Regions from separate parts of the Astyanax mexicanus genome. Here region 2 is linked to region 1. The links are chromatin contacts, called in public Hi-C maps. All regions are on one chromosome and are shown on one strand. Each heading gives the region's core, a stretch centred on a gene start, on an enhancer-like site or on the middle of the called end of the contact. The rest is flanking DNA. Distances are from core to core; before and after follow the strand shown.

Region 1 (4,737 bases), core at 1,049-3,548:
GCTCCAGCTCACCCCAAACCATCTGGATTGGGTTCAGGTCCGGTGACTGTGGAGGTTCAGCTCATTTTTTATTAAGTACATAAAACTCCACATGTGTTCATTCATAGTTTTGATGCCTTCAGTGAGAATCTACAATGTAAATAGTCAGAAAAAAAGAAAGAAAACGCACTGAATGAGTAGGTGTGTCCAAACTTTTGACCTGTACTGTATTCTGTGAGAACACATATGTAGCTGAGTAGGGACCAGAAAATGAATATGGTAATGGCTAAAGATTCGTTAAGGATTTGATGCAGTTAAAATTTCGGACACACCTCTTCTCATTCAATGTGTTTTTATACTGTAAATTTAATATTGAAGACTATATTTAAGCTATACAGGAGTTCATGCAGAATTATTCTGTACATAAAAAGTGTTAAACAACCAGAATATGTTTTATATTTTAGATTCTTCTAAGTATCATATTTATCTTTGAGGACAGATCTGCACACTCCTGGTGAGATTTTAATCTCAGTGTCTTCATGAGGGAGAGTCACCTGGAATAGTTTTCTCAGCGTCTTAAAGGAAGGAGTTCATGGAGGTTCTGAACAATAGCTGCTGCTTTTATTTCCTTCACGCTGTGAAGCTCCAGCTCATCCCAATTAAATCACCTCAAATCACCATCTCAGTTCATCAGGTTTAGATCAGGGATTAATGTGGAGTATAAACACTTTTTTTGTGTTTACTACATAATTCCATGAATTTAATATTGATTAAATGGCAGTCTGTATTATTTTGTTTCTAAACTGAGTGGGGAAGTATATGGATAAAATATGGTGTTTAATGGTACCAGTGCGCTGGAACAAGTATCCCTGCTAAGACTATTCTTATATTCATTCTTATTTTTTCGTGGGAGTTCTTCTTCTGGTCACGTCACGCGTCTTTACGTACTTACGTCACACGTGCAGCCTCTAAAAGAGGATCCGGCTCAGTTTTACTGAACGCGAGCAGCTGGTGGAGCAATAGAGACTTCAGAAGAGGAAACTCAGAGCTCAGTAGCTCATTCACTCATAGTAAAACCAAAGAAATGAAGGAGTGAAGTTTCTGACTGAGCTCTCTCTTTCTCTCTCTCTCTCTCTCTCTCTCTCTCTCTCTTTCTCTGACTGAACATAACCTGGAATCGGATTCATCTGCACCCAGTTTAAAATGATTGTTTCGCATTCTCGGTGCAATTACCCATTTTTTTTTTACTAGAGAGGGCTCTAAATCCCAAAACTTACGAACATCAGCTTTAATCTACAATGTAGAAAATGCACACACACACAAAAACACACACGATGGCAGACAATAGGGGACTTTGTCAGTTTTATGCCAGTCTAAAAGACACCAGAGGGGGCGGTTGCCCCCCCCCCCCCCCATGCCCCCTTAGGTGAACCAGTGTATTCAGTTACACACTGACACCACCAGTACTGTTAGATAGTGATGATGTTATATGATTACGCTGAACTGGCAGCTGATTCTGAGCAACGTGGCTGGAAAGCCAAGGTTTGTCCAGTGGAAGTTGGCTGCAGAGGCTTCGTGGGAAAAACGACTACCAGGCTTCTTGGGGAACTGGGAATTCGAGGCCATACTCAGCGCCAAACCATCAGAGCCCACTCGAGCACAGCGGAGCAGGCAAGCCGGTGGCTCTGGTTAAAGAGGAAAGATGCCACCTGGGCCCCAAAATAGCACCTGTGATGCAGGAGGGCTAAGAGCTGAGGGGGGCACATCTGGGACGCCAGGGCTAGTCATCGAAACACCAGTGAAGGAGGGTGCCCACCTGATGACTCCAATGAAGCTCCAAACCCTATTGTCACACAGACAGCACCTTATTTCTTATCCTCCTACAGGTTACTGCATCAAACCACTTCAAATCTCAGGGGTTCAATCAATAAGGGATTGTGCAATCTAGTCCTATGTTAGAACTGCCAACTCAATCCAACTCATCACAGCTTTACTGGATTGAGCTCCTTTATCGTTCCAGAGAACACTGGAACTGGAGGGTGCTGTACCTGTATTGTAACTGGTACTAGGCCTGGTGACCTAAGCATCACATGCCAGGAGCCATTATATTATTATATCAGCATTACTTTCCTCTTTAGATGACTGCTCACGGCATCGGGTGATAAAGCATTGCTCATACGAGCACAGCGCCGTACGGGAATTAGCACAAACGGGAATTTCTGAAGCGTAGAGTGCCCTGAAAAAAAAGATCTGTGGTGTCAAAGGTCAAATGGCTGAGTTGGTGTGGGCCACTGAGGCCGCAGAGGCTGAGTGTGCCATTGTCCCGCTGCGTGGCAGAGCGTGGTGCCCAGCAGTGACTCACAGAGTGTGTAATTCTCAGAAATTCAAAAGAGAAAGTGGGCGAATGTTTTGCAAGCACTTTGTTTATCTCATTTCTTCTCTCTCTTCTTTTAAATGTGGTTTCATTGCCTTCCTGTCCTCCGCTTTCGACACCCCACCAGGACTGTTTTCACCTCTTGCTCTGACAGGCCTGAGCCCACGATGGAAAACACCACTATTGTTTTCTTCTGCTTTTTTTTTACGAATGCAAACGTGCCACTTATCTTCCGTTCTCAGACACCAAAATTATGGCTGGTGAGTCCCTCAGAAACGCCAAGCTGACTTTATTTATGACCTGTTGTTCCTAAATATGTTCCCCAGCTTTATAGCAGCAAATTCTTAGGATGTTTTATTTTAAATTGTAGTAAACGTAGTGGTGTTGCTGAAAGGGAAAGGGACAAAATATTGCAATAAATGAAATTAGTGTGCTTTAGCTGCCATTCCTGCAAATCCACATTCATTTTTATTCATTTTAAAAACAAAAAAAGTGGTCTGGAATGGTACTGGGACCTCTTTCTGGCTTTAACAGCGTTTTGCTGGTTACCTGAGTAAACATGGTGCTGCTAATAGTGCTGATACAAAGACTAGAAAGCATATTTTTAGGACTTTAAAGCGCACTAGGTGCATTATAAGGTGCACTATCAATGAACGTCTATTTTTTGGTCTATTTTCATACATAAGGCTTATAAGGATCATAAGGAGCATTAAGCAGTACTAGTAAGGATGCCTACATCGAAGTTAGCAAGGGTGTCTCCATGTTTCCCTTCTAAAGGGGAAGCTGGGGGAAGCTCCTAAGTAAACAAAACTGTAATTCTTTAAAAAAAAAACAAAAAAAAAAACCTACACAGATTTCTTTCCTGTAAACCATTTATTTGGGGGTGATAAGCGCTTCTGTTTATTTACTCAGATTTCCAATATTTTGTCTAAGAGTGAGTTCTCAGTGCTCCAGCATTAGCATTAGCTGCTAACCACAGCAGTAGCCAGATGTAAAATACCTCCCCATAGGACTAGACTGAGGAACCCCAAGTGTTCCAGTAACCCAAGGTTCATGCCACATAGCAGATGACATATCTCTCCTCTAAACCATCACTGATCATCAGTAAATTATAAATTTTATTTGGAAAAATCAAGGGATCAGAGTCTGGAGGAAGAGTGGAGAGACACACAGTCCAAACTGCTCGAGGTCTAGTGTGAAGTTTCCACCAATCAGTGATGGTTTGGATAAAGAGACATGTCATCTGCTGGTGTTGATCCACTGTGTTTTATTATCAAGTCTAAAGTCAGTGCAGTTTTGTTTTCCCACAAAATCTTACAGCACTTCACTTACTGCGCTTCCCTCTGCTAACAACTTTTATGGGAATGTGGATTTTATTTTCCAGCAGGACTTGGAACACTGCCCACACTGACAAAAGTAACAGTGGCTCTTTTATAATATTCTAATTTTCTGAGACACTGATTTTTGGGTTTTATATTGGCTGTAAGTCATAATCATCAACAATAAAAGAAATAAACGCTTAAAATTGATCACTCTGTGTTTAATACATCTATATAATATATGAGTTTCCCATTTGCAACTGAATTACTGAAATAAAGTAACTTTTCAATGAAAATATGCTCTAGTATATTGTGATATAAATGATGCACTCTATACACTGTACCTTGTCATATTGATAAATTCTGAGCAAAAGTTATTATTACCCAATCAGAACAGTGGGATCTGAAGACAGAGTACATCTAGTGGGTGGGGTTTAAACCCAACACTAAATAAACCACTGACTGAAACGAACCTTTAAATGTAAACAAATAATTATAATAATTTCAAATATAATACATTGCTTTTATTGGAAAAGTAATTACCATAATACTGTACACCCCTAAAATCATGACTAATAATAATGTTAGACATCAGCCAGTGTATTATAACCTGTTGGTTTAATAATTTTAGGCTTTTAGATCTGTAAACAATTCTGACTGACTGAGTTTCTCTGCAATTTCTCATTATAATTACTTAATTATAGCAAGTTCGTTCAGATCGTAACCGTTTAACCGTTCTGTGAAATTTCCCTTCAGAGCTGATAAATAATAACTGGCACTCACGAATATCAGACCAGACATCCGCCTCATTTATAACAATAACCCATTAGGCTTATCGGGACGTTTCCAGGGTGTGTTTATCTAAGTAATGCGGTAATTTTCAGGGTGTTCAGTGATTCCCTGTTTATAAACTCCCTTCACTAATATTAATCTTCATATTTCAGTTTTCCAGATCACTGAATCATCTACTGGTAGACAATTAAGATAATAAACTTCACAGGATAGCTGAGCAATAATAGAGAGACAGACAGAGATAGACAAATAGATAGATATACAGACGCAGAG
Region 2 (4,737 bases), core at 752-3,251, 34 kb after region 1:
CTGTGATTTTTTACAGTGACAGGGTGGACTAAAGCTACACTTTATCTCTTTAAATCAGGGGTCTCAAACTCATTTTTGCCGAGGGCCACATTGGCATATTGGCTGTCCTATGAGGGCCAGATGTAACTTATAAATATAAGAAAATGTAACCAGATGTAATACAAAATGAATGTAATTACTCCTTAATGTTAAATAACTCTCAATATACTATTTATTCAATCAAATATACAGTTGCATGGAAAAATGATTGCTTGTTGCTCTATTAACATAAATCCTTTTAATTTATAAGTTATATTAACTTTGATCAAAACGTTTGATACTGAAATAAGGCTTAATAAATATAAAATCAAAAATTGTGAGCTGTGACAGATTTAGCATTTCCTCAGATTTAGCAGTTCCTCATCCAACCACTAGTCGGAGCTGCAGCTGCAGCACCACAAGCCCGCAGTCTTTGCTTAGTCAGAGCTGCAGCCCAGCCACGGGCTACAGGACTCAGCTGAGCCAGTCTGGAGCGTTTTTAAATTTTTTAAGTTCTTCTGTGTATGAAATAAAATAACCCCACTAACCGGATAATACAGCTCTCTACAGTTCATCTTTCAGCCCAAGCAGCTAACAGCAGCAGTTTAGAGCAGCGTCACGGAGTCACTGCTCGGATTACATTATAAACAGTTCAGTTAGCGCGCTGCTAACCTCAGGATGTTTATAACTACGGAGTTTAATGGACACACCACGGCAGCAAGGTTAGACTGTTGAAGGCTACTGAAGACTACTAAAGCAGGCAACGCAGCGTAAGCAAAAAAAAAAACAAAAACCACACACACACACCAAAATACAAGTTAAGATAAAATATGAAAACGAACATAATAAAGCATAAATAATTAAATTGAATTGCGGGCCAGATGTATGTTTATTTTGTTAACCCGTGAGGGGCCGTATGAAACCGCGTCGCGGGCCGCATGTGGCCCGCGGGCCGCTACTTTGAGACCCCTGCTTTAAATGGTAACCCTAACTAACCCCCCTGATTTTTGCTGACTCCACCATTAGCTCAAAATAGGATGGGTAGTTTAAGAGGGGCACTGGGTGATGTATGGGTTTAGGGGCGGGGCAGGAGGGAGAGCTGATTGGCTGAGCTGCAGCAGCAGCAGTGTGCCTCTGATAGCGGTGAGACGCAGATGGTTGGACGTCAGCAGGGGTTGGTATTATTGATAGACTGATCTGCATATTGTAATGTGTCTGTGTACCAAAGTTCACAAAAACATTTATTTACTCAATTTGTTTTCTACATTAAATTACATAGTAAATTGACAAGGCCAATTACCCAACCCATTCATTAGGACTCCCCCTATCACTAGTGATGCCCCAACCCCAGAAGGGGAAAAACCAGCACATGCCTCCTTCGACACATGACCCAATCTCCTGATCTAAACCTGATGAACTGAAATGGTAACTTGAAGTTATTTAGGATGAGCTGGAGCTTCACAGCGTGAAGAAAAGAAAAGCAGCAACTATTGTTCAGCAACTCCAGGAACTCCTTCAAGACGCTGAGAAAACTATCAAAATTGCACAAGAGTCCTTAAAGATACATGTGATATTTAGAAGAATCTAAAGTATAAAATATATTCTGATTTGTTTACCAGTTTTATAAGTTTACAGAATAATTCAGCATGTGCTCCTGTATAACTTTAATATAGTCTTCAATATTAAATATACAATGTAAAAAATCATTAAAAAAAGAAACACAGAGTTGATGAATGAGAAGAGGTGTGTCCAAACTTTTGACTGGGACTTTATATAAAATAGAAACTATAAAATAATACAGTTTAATAAAACAAGAAGCTTTAAAAGATCATTTTATTAGGTTAACAGTAGCTCAGCTGCTCCCTCTGCTGTTACACTCAATGCTGAGTGCAATGCTGACAGTTTGTCCGGGTCACTCTCAATTGGTTGCTTCCTCCCTACATAGTGCACTAAATTTACAGCCTAGGTAGATAGTATATAGGAAGCTGCGTTTGCGACGCGCCCTCCTGGTTCAGTTCCGTGATGATGACAGTGCAGGGTTAGCTCAGCTTTCAGCTCTGACAGCGGCGGAGGCAGCGGCGGGTAGGGTTATATTACTGTGTCGGTTTATATCATTGTTAGGGTGTGAATTAGAAATTAAACACGATACGATACATTCAGAGCTTTTATTCTTTTATTCTCTTGATTTACAGCACTATCAGCTGATTAGATATCTGTTAGCTAGCCTGGTGAAATTATTAACACAGCCGGCAAAGTGCTGAATAACGTTAGTTCACTAGCTAAGCTAACTAGCTAATGTTTACCTTAGCCTGTTTTTAGCTAGCTTAGCTTAGCAAGCTAATGTTAATGTAACGTTTCTGAAGCAGTAACGTTTATAATGTGTTAAATTAGCTTCTATAAAATATTATAAACATGTGTAAATGGTAATACAACGTGCTTATGCTTCTAACACTTTAGCCAACCTAACTAACTTAAGTTAGCTAATAGTTAAAGTTAACTAAACTAACTAAGGCTGTTTCTACATTGATTCAACGTTATAGTTTTATATGTACTATTTGTATTAAATATTACTTATATTAAACATGTATATCTAGTTTGTTTTCTATGCTTATAGCATGTACTATGTTCCTGTAGTGTAGAAAGGGACGTAATAATAAAAACATAATAACAACAACAATAACAACAACAACAACAACAACAACAATAATAATAATAATAATTAGTAAAGGTTAATTTGTGTAAAATATAATGAACATATGTAAAATGCCAACCTAAAAAGCCAACCTAACTAGCTTAACTGACTATCTTATGTTGTTTCGACATTGATTCAACGTTATGGTGTTACTTTTGTATTAAATATAACTATAACTATATTAAACATGTACATTTTGTTAGTATTCTATTCTTATAGCATGTCATGTGTTCCTGTAGTGTAGAAAGGGACGTTTAAATAGTAATAATGTTAGTAAATGGTAATAACACTTGTATACGCTTCTAAAACTTTAGCCAAACTAACCTAGCTAAGGTTGTTTTAAGATTGATTCAACGTTATGGTTTCATATGTATTGTTTGTATTAAATATTACTTATATTGGACATGTATATCTTGTTTATATTCTAGCGTATACTGTAGTGTACTGTGTACGTTACTGTATCTTGTAGTGTAGAAAGGGACGTTTAAATAGTAGTCAATAGTATTTTTTTTTTTTTTTAAGTAAAAATGTTTCTGAAACTTTTACCAGCACTAAGTAGCTAAATAACAAACCTAGTTAGCTGTGGCAGAAGTGAACTGGTGGTACTAGTGTAATCCAGCTGGCTAAACAGATGGCAAACGTTGACTTAACCTTTAACATATTTTACATGTATAGCTTGTATTGTGTTCCTGTGGTTTAAATAGGGGTAAATAGTAACACTAACTCTTAGGCGATCAATATGTATAGCGCTTAATATACAAGAATGGATGGATAAGTGACAGTTGTAGTTTTACTGTCTTAAAAGTTTGTCTTCCTATTACAAACTGGTCTCTTAACTGCCCCCACTCTCACCTAATAATAATAATAATAATAATAATAATAATAATAATGTATGTAAATAATACATACAATCATACATTTAATATTAATGTATAATTGAATAGTAATACATTTTTTGGTTGCATTACATCTTTTAATGTTAATAGAGAAACAACCTTTATTAAACAAGCTTTATTTAATTGCCTAATAGGCATTGGTTTGTGTTGAAATTGTGACACTGAATCAGCTTTTATTTAAATGTTTGAATACTTGAAAAGTAGGGCTGAGCTCTTCTACACTCGCTTTTAGGTTAAAAGTTATCAGTTATTATAACTTATATAAATATATATATATATTAGGAGTGGGCGATATGGCCCTAAAATAATATCACGATATTTCACGGTATATTCCAATATATTAAAACACTAAGTTAAAAAATATGTTTAAATAATAAACTATTGCAACAAAATGATAATTTAATTTTATTATTGCAAACGAGATGATATCGCACATCCCTAACTGAGATATTAAAAAAATATCATGATGCTGATCTTTTTTATTTCTTTATTTCTTTTTTTTATAAGAATATTACCAGCATTGGCCAACACTACTACATTTTTCTACTAAATACTGAAAAGATACAAAAGTGCCCTCGACATATAAATCCTGTAGTGTTTTAATGTCTGCTTTATCCCAATTGTTGAACCCTTTATCATGAGTTAATGGAAGGAAGAGATGGTTTGAGATACGTGGGCAAGATAGGGAGAGATTTCTAAAATTAAAATGTTTTCTAAACCTTTTCCAAATTTTCACAACATACACAAATATTTAATGCCAGTAAAGTTTAATACAATTAATACACATAAAACCATAACATTGAATCACCCTATTAAGTCTGAAGAAAGATCATCAGCATTAAATATTCCTTTCTGTTAATGAACAGACTGGTTCCCTGACTTGAATTACAGAAACCTGACACTGCTGTAATGTTCTAATGATGTTTCTGTCGTTAGGTTAATTTTCCAGCTCTGGGATGACTTCATACTTTGAAGAACATGACTGTGAACCTACCAATCCCGAGGAGCAGTACAGACAGAATGCTCTGCTGGAACTGGCCAGGTATCTGCCACAGCTTTTCTATTATCATACACTTTAATGGGTGGTTTATTAGAGACACTTGTCTTTCTTTCTCTTTCTTTTAATTGGCC

Evidence for each region. A called contact is a pair of places that touch in the nucleus more often than the background predicts.
Region 2: a Hi-C map of muscle shows a contact between it and region 1, with 6 times the contacts expected there. The contact joins the promoter of rnf181 here to the enhancer-like site in region 1. A contact is called at or near these places in 3 of 3 Hi-C or Micro-C datasets (blood and muscle).

Annotation. Positions count from the first base shown.
Region 1 is chr22:6,740,428-6,745,164 of AstMex3_surface, forward strand. No RefSeq gene overlaps it. Among protein-coding and RNA genes, the nearest start is that of vamp5, 8.1 kb to the right of the region's middle. Within about 2 kb of position 2,299, the one cell type or tissue checked has an H3K27ac peak away from gene starts, as active enhancers do.
Region 2 is chr22:6,775,080-6,779,816 of AstMex3_surface, forward strand. rnf181 (ring finger protein 181) reads left to right here and starts at 2,002. Exons shown (of 6, transcript XM_007237813.4): 1 at 2,002-2,100; 2 at 4,543-4,648. The coding sequence starts at 4,563.